Regions from separate parts of the Sus scrofa genome. Here regions 1 and 2 are each linked to region 3. A link is a contact called in public Hi-C and promoter capture Hi-C data. All regions are on one chromosome and are shown on one strand. Each heading gives the region's core, a stretch centred on a gene start, on an enhancer-like site or on the middle of the called end of the contact. The rest is flanking DNA. Distances are from core to core; before and after follow the strand shown. Region 1 holds the start of YPEL1 (protein yippee-like 1). Region 2 overlaps MAPK1 (mitogen-activated protein kinase 1). Region 3 holds the start of MAPK1 (mitogen-activated protein kinase 1).

Evidence for each region. Promoter capture Hi-C pulls out the DNA fragments that hold promoters and counts their contacts. Hi-C and Micro-C count contacts between places; a contact is called where the count stands out from the background.
Region 1: a Hi-C map of liver shows a contact between it and region 3, with 1.7 times the contacts expected there. The contact joins the promoter of YPEL1 here to the promoter of MAPK1 in region 3. A contact is called at or near these places in 7 of 47 Hi-C or Micro-C datasets (blood, brain, liver and 1 more) and 1 of 2 datasets of contacts at active chromatin or transcription factors (alveolar macrophages).
Region 2: a promoter capture Hi-C map of liver shows a contact between it and region 3, with 2.8 times the contacts expected there. The contact joins the enhancer-like site here to the promoter of MAPK1 in region 3. A contact is called at or near these places in 1 of 5 promoter capture datasets (liver), 5 of 47 Hi-C or Micro-C datasets (blood, embryonic fibroblasts, liver and 1 more) and 1 of 2 datasets of contacts at active chromatin or transcription factors (alveolar macrophages).

Annotation. Positions count from the first base shown.
Region 1 is chr14:50,189,374-50,192,512 of Sscrofa11.1, reverse strand. YPEL1 (protein yippee-like 1) reads right to left here and starts at 1,872. Exons shown (of 5, transcript XM_003132989.4): 1 at 1,695-1,872.
Region 2 is chr14:50,150,222-50,153,104 of Sscrofa11.1, reverse strand. MAPK1 (mitogen-activated protein kinase 1) reads right to left here. Exons shown (of 9, transcript NM_001198922.1): 4 at 2,810-2,883; 5 at 1,779-1,893; 6 at 1,461-1,592. Among named protein-coding and RNA genes, the nearest start is that of YPEL1, 39 kb to the left of the region's middle. Within about 2 kb of position 1,359, at least 2 of the 83 cell types and tissues checked have an H3K27ac peak or open chromatin away from gene starts, as enhancers often do. A contact at or near this core is called in liver, where this site is marked.
Region 3 is chr14:50,081,882-50,084,992 of Sscrofa11.1, reverse strand. It overlaps MAPK1 (mitogen-activated protein kinase 1), which reads right to left and starts at 1,437. Exons shown (of 9, transcript NM_001198922.1): 1 at 1,148-1,437. The coding sequence starts at 1,263. It overlaps PPM1F (protein phosphatase 1F), which reads right to left. Exons shown (of 8, transcript XM_021073287.1): 8 at 1,946-2,079. The coding sequence ends at 1,967.

The sequences.
Region 1 (3,139 bases), core at 623-3,122, 110 kb before region 3:
GGCAAACACACCATGGCAATGTGGGGCAGTCACAATGGGGACACTGGGTGTGGGGAACGTTGGGACTATCTGTACTATCTTTGCCACTTTCATCTAGATCAAAAGTTATTCCAAAACAATATTTAAAGGAGTCCCGTCGTGGCTCAGTGGTTAACGAATCCGACTAGGAACCATGAGGTTGCGGGTTCGATCCCTGCCCTTGCTCAGTGGGTTAAGGATCCGGCGTTGCCGTGACCTGTGGTGTAGGTTATAGACTTGGCTCGGATCCTGCGTTGCTGTGGCTCTGGCGTAGGCCAGCAGCTATAGCTCCGATTCGACCCCTAGCCTGGGAACCTCACCTCCGCATGCCGCGGGAGCGGCCCAAGAAATAAAAAAACAAACAAAACCAATATTTAAAGTCAGAAAAACTATGGGGACAAAGAATGAATATCTAAATTGATATATCTGAGTTCCCTTTGTGGCTCAGCAGTTAATGAACCTATCATTCATGAGGACATGGGTTTGACCCCTGGCCTTGCTCAGTGAGTTGAGGATCCGGCGTTGCCTTGAGCTGTAGTGTAGGTGTCAGAAGCCGCTCCAATCCCGCGTCGCTGTGGCTGTGGTATAGGCTGGCGGCTACAGATCCGATTGGACCCCTAGCCTGGGAACCTCCATATGCCAGGGGTGTGGCCCTAAAAAAAGACTAAAATAAATTTAAATATCTGATTCACTTTACTGTACACCTGAAACTAATATAGCAATACAGTAAGTCAACTATACTCCAATAAATAAAAAATCAGAGACTATTAATCAGATTGGTAATTAAGATCATTTGCCCAATCAGGCCAGGCCCTGTGCTACAGCTGCGGTAAGACATGGATTCCCCAGGTCCTGGATGAGGGGTTCCCACCGTGGAATAACTCTAGCTCCGTGGGATGCAAGGGGAGGGCGGTGGGTAGGGGGTGCCCAAAGGCTCAGAATTAGCACCCCTCAGACCAAAGCCCACGGCCAGGGCTTGGGGAAGCAGGGAAGGATTACAAAACTCCACACGGGGATGGAGCAGACTCCTGCCACATCTCCTAGAGCAGGGGGGAGGCTGGAGCGTGCGCAGGTGACACACCTGAAACTGATCCCCAGAGGAGGTAAGCTCAGGTAGTTTAGCAGAAAGAGGGACTGGAAGGTAGAAAGAGTACCATTCCTGGTAAAGGAAACAACAGGTTGAGGGGTGTGTTTCGCGGCGAGAAAGGAAGAAAAAATGCAACCGAACAGAAAAAGCTCGGGGGCGGGGACACTGATTCCTCTGAGGCATCGTCCCATCTTCCCTCCCTAGAGCTCCAGCGCCCGCAGGAGGCAGGCCCGGGGGAGGGACCACGGTTTTGGGGAGCTTAGGCTGTGCAAGCTTCGCACCCACAGAGCCCTGGTGGTGCCACAAGTGGTGGACGAAGGCGAGCGTTTCACTTCGGCCTCGACCTTCACGTGGGGAACTCGAAACGCCCCCTTTGCCATGAACTCGCCGGGAGGCCTCTTTTGTCCTCATTTCCCTCCCCAGTCGAGACCTTTTTCTAGAGGGAAAAGCCTATTACCATCGGGCGCGGAGCTCCTTCCATCCCTTCTCCGGGTCAGGGGGAGAGAGAACGGGGGAGACGCTCCCGGTCCCGCCGCCCTCCAACCAGCCCAACGACGCCCGGTGAGCACCCCCGGCCCGCCCTACTCACGGCCGCCCGCCGGTCCGCGCCCCGGCCCGCAGCGCCCATCGGCACGGCCTCGCTCAGCGCGGGCGCGGCTCTCCGGAGGGCCCGGCGCGGCCCGGGACGCGCTGCGGCGGTTGGCGCCTGGGCCGCGCGCGAGACATCCCCGCCGCCGCCGCCCGCGGGCCGCCTGCCCTTTGTTTTGGAGCTGCGGCCCCGCCGCGCCGCCGTTAACGGCCTCGGAGCGCGGCACCGGCCAATCAGCGCCCGGCCCCGCCGCAGCCCAGCCCCGGCCCCGCCCCGGCGCGCCTCCTCCTGTAGCTCGGCCCGCTAGCCCTCTGCAGGGCGGGGCGGGGCGCACGTGCGCCGGGGCGCGCCGCGCTCCCATTGGCCTGCCGGCGGAGCGCGTCCTCGGACCCAGCCTGTGAGGGTCGAGGGGCGCGGGGTGGGGCCTGGTGGGGCGGGCTCAATGAGGAGCTCAGCGCGCCGGCGCGGATTGCCTTGGGTTGGGCGATCCGCCTGCACGGGTCTCGGGCGGTGGGGACTTCGCACCCCGGAAAGGCCCCGGTCACCCGCTTTTCCCGACATTCGTGCGTTGGCCGAGAGGACTGGGAACCTGGGGCGCGAGTGGGGCTTCCTGGCCGGACCCCTTGGCCACCCCATCCCGGAGCGAGTCCTCCGCGTCGCCTGCCCAGACCCCCTCTAGTTCGCTCGGAGCCGCTGGACTTGAGCGCCTCGGATTGCGCACCTGGCCTGACGGGAAGCCCTTGGCCCGGCAGCTCCGTCTGCCCCTTAACCGCACTCCGTCCCCCAGGCCTCCCTGGCGGTCTTCGTGTGGGTCCCAAAGCCTTTCTCCCTAGATTGGTGTTTAAATCACGTCGTCAGCACCACCATCGCGCACCGTCGAGGTCACAGTGTAGATACCATTTTTTACATGGTAGCACCCTTGAAGCTTCTTTCCTTTTTAGGATACAATGTATCTGCACGGCTCTCGGTGGCTTGGGTGAGCTCTGATTCACTGTTAGAGAGCGGCTATGTTTCCACAAGCCCGCCGCACAGGGTCTTGAAGCTGGTTCCTCAAAGGAGTGTCAGCATCTCTTCATTAACTATTAAGCCTTTCAGGTCTCCTTCAATTTCCAACTGAGTTTCTTTTTTCTTCTGAATTTCAGAATTCCTTAGATTGTTTTAAATATTAACTTTTAGTTGATTTTTTTTTTTTTTTTTTTTTTTTTTGCCTTTTCTAGGACCGCTTCCCGCGGCATATGGAGGATCCCAGGCTAGGGGTCCAATTGGAGCTGTAGCTGCCGGCCACAGCCACAGCCACAGCAACGCGGGATCCGAGCTGCGTCTGCGACCTACACCAGAGCTCACCGCAACGCCGGATCCTTCACCCACTGAGCAAGGCCAGGAATCGAATCCGCAACCTCATGGTTCCTAGTTGGATTCGTTAACCACTGTGCCACGACAAGAAC
Region 2 (2,883 bases), core at 110-2,609, 68 kb before region 3:
CCTCAGAGGCCTAAGGAGCACTCTGCCAAGAACTCAAGACTCTTCATCTCACTGAGGCCCCCAGCAGCTCTGGGAGAGACTTCTCAGCCCTTCTCTACCCACACGTGGATCCCCCTTCCTGCCTGCTGACCCACACTTCTCTCGGCACATCCTACACCACAGCTCATGGCAACGGTGGATCCTTAACCCACTCAGTGAGGCCAGAGATCGAACCTGCATCCTCATGGATGCTAGTCAGATTCGTTTTCACTGAGCCATGATGGGAACTCCAAATATTGTTAGTTTTTAAACTATGATTTTTTAAAAAGTATTTTATGCATTCTCTTGGGAATCACTTTGATGTGTGAGTAATGATTTAAACTGATTTTCTTCCAAAAAGCTATTCAACTAGCCCAGTACCATCTGCTGAATAATAATCATTTCTTCCACCTCACTGGAGTAATTTTGGAGAGAAATCTACAATACTACTGGTTCAAGGGACTAAGCAGTCAGAAAATTTCTAACAAACACGTGAAAAAATATTCATATTCACCCTCACTTTTAATTAAAGAAAAACAAAAATGCCACTTCTCCCTTACTTGGTTGGCAAACCCAAAAAGGTTCAATACCCAGAACTGTTGGAATAAAAGACATGTGACACAACTGCCAAACTGCCCTCCAGAGACTCAAATGACTTAGACCCCACAGATTCTCTGAGGATCTCTCCTCCTCCTGATTCCTATGCTGCTAAAGTCGAATGTATCACTGTTTTTTTAAATGGAACATGTTCTTGGTATCATATCTAAGAAATCTTCACCTAACTTAAGGTCACAAAGACTCTATCCTATTCTCTTCTCAGAGCTGAATAGTTGTAGTCCTTATATTTAGGTCTATGTTATTTATTTATTTATTTTATTGCACACAAATGTTCCAGCACCATTTGCTGAGGAGACTGACAGGCACCAGTACAAACTTAAATCTCACATGCATGATACTGAGTGGAAGAGTCCAGATATCAAAGGCTACATATGACATCACTGAATTGCTATGACATTCTGGAAAAGGCCAAGCTATTGGGACAGAGATCAGAGTAGACACGGTTAGGGACCTGGCAAGGGAGCTGATTACAAAGGGGCAGGAAGCAACTTCTGGGGATGATGGAAACACTCCATATCTTATCTGTGGTGGAAGTTACAGGACTGTACCCATCTGTTAAAATCCAAAGACCTGCACAACTAAAATGGGTGAGTTTTACTCTATGTAAATTACTCTACGATAAACCTGACTTTAGAAAGCAGAAAACAAGACACTCCCCTGCACACCCCCTTAGCCTGTAGCCACCACTCCTAAATAAACGGGGGAAAGCAATGAAGAGCAACACCAAAAGCATTATCCGATAACTACAGAGTGACCTCATGCTTTATTGAAGAAAACAAATATAAGCTAAACCTAAGAAAAATAATCAATGAAATCCTATTTACCTTTGGAGTCAGCATTTGGGAACAGCCTGTTCCATGGCACCTTATTTTTGTGTGGAAGAGAAAGCAAATAGTTTCTAGCTTTTAAATTTATTATACAATTCAGGTCTTCCTGTGATGGGGATCCAAGAATACCTATCAGATAAAATAATTAGCTGTTAATCATCAAAGCCAAAGTAAAGCAATCTCACCCATCAGGAGTGGGGCGGAAGGGACCCTGGTACCAAAGTCCTCTCACCACCTCCCAATGCTTTCTTCCCTCATCAAAGAAGATAAGAAAGTTCCTGCCCATCACAGGCTGAGCATGCTCAGAAAGCTTACCCAGAATGTGGTTCAGCTGGTCGAGATAATGCTTCCCCGGGAAGATGGGCCTGTTGGAGAGCATCTCTGCCAAGATGCAGCCGACAGACCAGATGTCGATGGACTTGGTGTAGCCCTGCAGCGGGAAAAAAGACAAGATGAGTGTGACTGTGGCTCTCCATGACACGGGACCTTCCTGCACATAGGCAAGGGGCCACTGAGGGTCAGCTTCTCCTTTGGCTTCGTAATTCAGCAATCAATGAAGATCGCATGGAGAGACAAATAATAATTTGGTTTTAAGATGTTCAACCTTCCCAAACACTAACGTGAACTTCCTCAACACTAACACAAACCAGGTGTGCCCCTTGACAGGACAGAAACACGGTCTCTAGACTATTCATGGCCCAAATGCACGACACAAAACTGAGGTATGTGCTAAAAAAGAGCTAGCCCGCATCCTTCAAGAACATCGAGGTCAAGAAAAGCTGAGGAACTACTGAAGGAGACTAAAGCAACAACGCAGCATATAAACCAAACAGGGAGAAAAGCCACAGAGGTTATTATGATGACAGTGGATGTGAACAGTGCAGAGACACTGGTCAGCACTCACACTTCTGATCACCATGCGTAGTCACACTGGGGGATCCCCTCTTTCTCTGGGCTGGACAAGAATCTACAGGGCGTCCCTCCCTGAGGGCTGCCCAGCGATAGCAGCACCACCCCTCCCAGCTATGAGAACATGACCGCAAAAGTGAAAGTTGCCCCCGGCAAGACTTGGGGAGAGCTGACCAAGGGTGGGATGCAGTGATCGGAGAGGCGCACCCTCCAATCCTGTAACACAGCAGCACTATCCCAGCTGCAGTGGAAAGGCCACAACTCAGGGCCCAGAAGTTCTGTGCTGAACAGGAAACTGGGATAGCACCTTGGTCCTGGCCAGAGAGGCCAAGCCTCAGACCAGGTGGAAACTGGCTTACTGAGAGGAAGGCTGACTGTAACTCACGTCCACAGTTCTTTTGCTTCCTGGTTTCTTTTTATGGAAACTTGGTCCTTACCTTGGAATTTAACATAATTTCTGGAGCCCTGTACCAACGTGTGGCGACATACTCCGTCAGGAACCCTGTGTGAT
Region 3 (3,111 bases), core at 188-2,687:
ACCAGAAATACTTTCTCATCTGAAAGATCTCACAGCCCTTCCCTCCCACCAGCTGACTATTCAAATAAAATGAGATAATATATCTAGCACAGTACCTGCCACGCAGCATTCAGTATTAGTTTTTTTCCTTCGTTCAACACAAAAGACACTCACAAGATTTAGGTATAAGGGAGTCCACACCTGCACAAGTCTTCATCAGCACAAGACAGCTAGTTAGTACTAATTTAAAAAAAAAAAAAAAACGAAAAAAAAACACCGTCACCTCCACTCCACAAACGTTTCTGAGGGATCTGCATCAAGACGAGGGAACCAGCATGTGACACTGCAAGAACTCCACCAGGACTGCATACATATTGACCACTAAAGCATTGACAGTAAAAGTCCACAATAATTGTGCTAAAACGTCTGGATGCCTTTATGCTGGTAATAGAGTTCAAGCGAGATAAAGGAAAAAGAAGCCAATTTAGGCCCAACTCCAAATGACTCCTTAATAAATCAAGAGAGGGATGCTGGTTTATCTTTCCTAAAACGCGGACAGTACGATATTAAAACCCATTTAAAAACTTCATCAAGAATGAAATATGCCAAAACAAACATTGACGCCACTAATGCTTTTTCAAAAGCCTGCGCAGGAGAGCACCGCTGGCACCACCGAAGGTATCTGATGAAAGCCGTGCGTGGAAAACGCAGGCGAGGGAAGGAAAATAACAGACGGTCATTTCGGGGCGGGGCACACACGCCGCGGCCGCCGCCGCCAGCATCTGAAGGAATTCGCGGCTTCCCACCCCGGCGCGAAGAGCAGGCCGCGCGGCGCACACCCAGGCCGGGGAGGGGGGCGGGGGGGGCGGAGGGGGCCTAGGTTCCCGGGCCGGGGTCCTGGATCCAGTGTCCACCCCCCGCCCCCTCCCCGCGCCGAGCAACGCCCCAGCCCGACCAGCCCCGCCCCGACCGAGGCCCCGCTGCGGTTGGCGGCGCAGCGGGCCTGGGTCGGAGGTCGGAGGTCCGGGTTGGGGTAGGGGCTGGGTCCGCGTCCGGGGTCGGGGTCAGGGTCGGGGTCCGGAGAGCAAGCGGGGCAGCAGCGGTGAGCCCGGCTGGGGGGGAGGGGAGGGCGGCGGGCGCGGCCAGGCCGCGGGGCATGGACACTCACCACACCATGCCGTAGGCGCCCTCGCCGATGTAGGAGAGGTTGGTGTAGCGCGGCCCCACGTCGAACACCTGCCCGCGGACCATCTCGGGGCCCGCGCCCGCCGCCGCCGCCGCCATGTTGGCTGCCGGGCCGCCGCCGCCGCCGCCGCACTGGGCTCGATGCTCCGCGGCCGCTGCTCGGCCCACGCTGCACCAACGGGGAGACCGCGCCCCAGCCGCTGCAGCCGCCGCCGCTGGCCGGGAAGAATCAGTGAGGGACCCGCTCGGGAGAGGTAGATAGCCACCGACCGCTCGTACCGACTGCCCGCCTGACTGACTGACGGGCGGGCCGGCGGGCGGAGGGAGGGGCGCGCGCCGAGGAGGGCGCCGGGGCAGGGCCGTAGGCGTGAGCGCGGATTGGCTCCCGCGGCCTGGGGGCAGGGCTGCGCGGCCGGCGGAAGAGGCGCGTTGGGGGCGGAGCACTGCAGCGGCGGGGCGGGGCGCGGTCACGTGCGCTCGCGGGAGGCGGCGGGGAAACGCTGAGGACTCCGAGGCGGGGCGAGCTTGCGGGGCCGAACGGGCGGGGCAGCGGGCCGAGAGAAGCTCCGGGCGGCTCCCTCCGAGTAGGAGCGCGACCGGGGCGGATTCCCCCCGCCCCCGCGCGCCGAGCCAGGTTTGTGAGAGTCCGGGGCCCATACAGATTAGAGGCCTCGAGACCCGCACAGAAGCCGGAAGGGTGACCGAGACCGAGAGAGATATTTGCATCCTGAGAAAGTGTGAAACCCAGAGTGGGAGGCGGAGACAAGAAGCCCGGACGCGGCCCGCTCCGGCAGAGGCTCGTTCAACAAGTGTCACCGCGTTCCTGCGCGTCCACCCTCCTCGAAGCTACCCTCCAGGAGATGATGGATGGACGGTCGATGGATCTGAAGGAAGACTCAAGTTGTCTGCGAAGTACTGCGAAGAAAAGGAGAGCAGAGTAAGGGGTTCGGGAGTAGTGGGTTGAGACCCTGAGAAAAACACTGAGATTCAGAGACTGGCACCCAAGTTGGTACAGATGGGCAGGATCTTACCCAGGTAGAAACGCGAAAAAAACAAGTATTAACATCTAGAGAAAACGAGTTAGACGCACTGAGGTTCAGAGATTGTCACAAAAATGGAAAAGAATGTATATATGTATAACTGAATCACTTTGCTGTATAGCAGAAATGAACACAACATAAATCAACTGTAACTTTAATAGTCACAAACACCAGAGGTTGAAAATAAAAGGCAGAATCTTGAAGCAGGTGAATTCGATAAACAGCTAAGACAATGAGACAGAAGATGATCCAGCCCTTGCTTCTGAGCCACTTCATTGGAGTCACCTGCGTCGTCTTGGAAAGGGGACTAAGGGTGGGAAATTCTGCGTCCTGATTGTCTGACACTGTGATCCAGAAAGCCTGGACTTCCAGTCATCAACAAAGATCAACTAGACAGTCTTGAAGATGAATAAGCAAAAGAGAAAAAAATCCTCTGGGGAAAAAAAAAAACATGTGGCATATGAGAAAATAAATAAAGGGCTACAGCCAAAAAGTACTCTTTTGAAATATGTTTAGTCCATAAAGTAGAACCCAACACCTGATTCTTATTCCTTTTTTTTTTTTTTTTTTTTTTTTGTCTTTTTGCCTTTTCTAGGGCCACTTCCCACGGCATGTGGAGGTTCCCAGGCTAGGGGTCTAATCAGAGCTGTAGCCACCGGCCTATGCCAAAGCCACAGCAATGCAGGATCCTTAACCCACTGAGCAAGGCCAGGGATCAAACCCTCAACCTCAGGGTTCCTAGTCAGATTTGTTAACCACTGAGCCATGACAGGAACTCCCTGATTCTTGATTAAAAGAAGAACTTGCATCTTTTAAAGGACAGGCCAAGATAAATAGAGGGTACCATGAAATTAAAACCACAATAGCCAAAGTAAAAGCAATGGTTGGAGCTGTAATAAGCAGACTT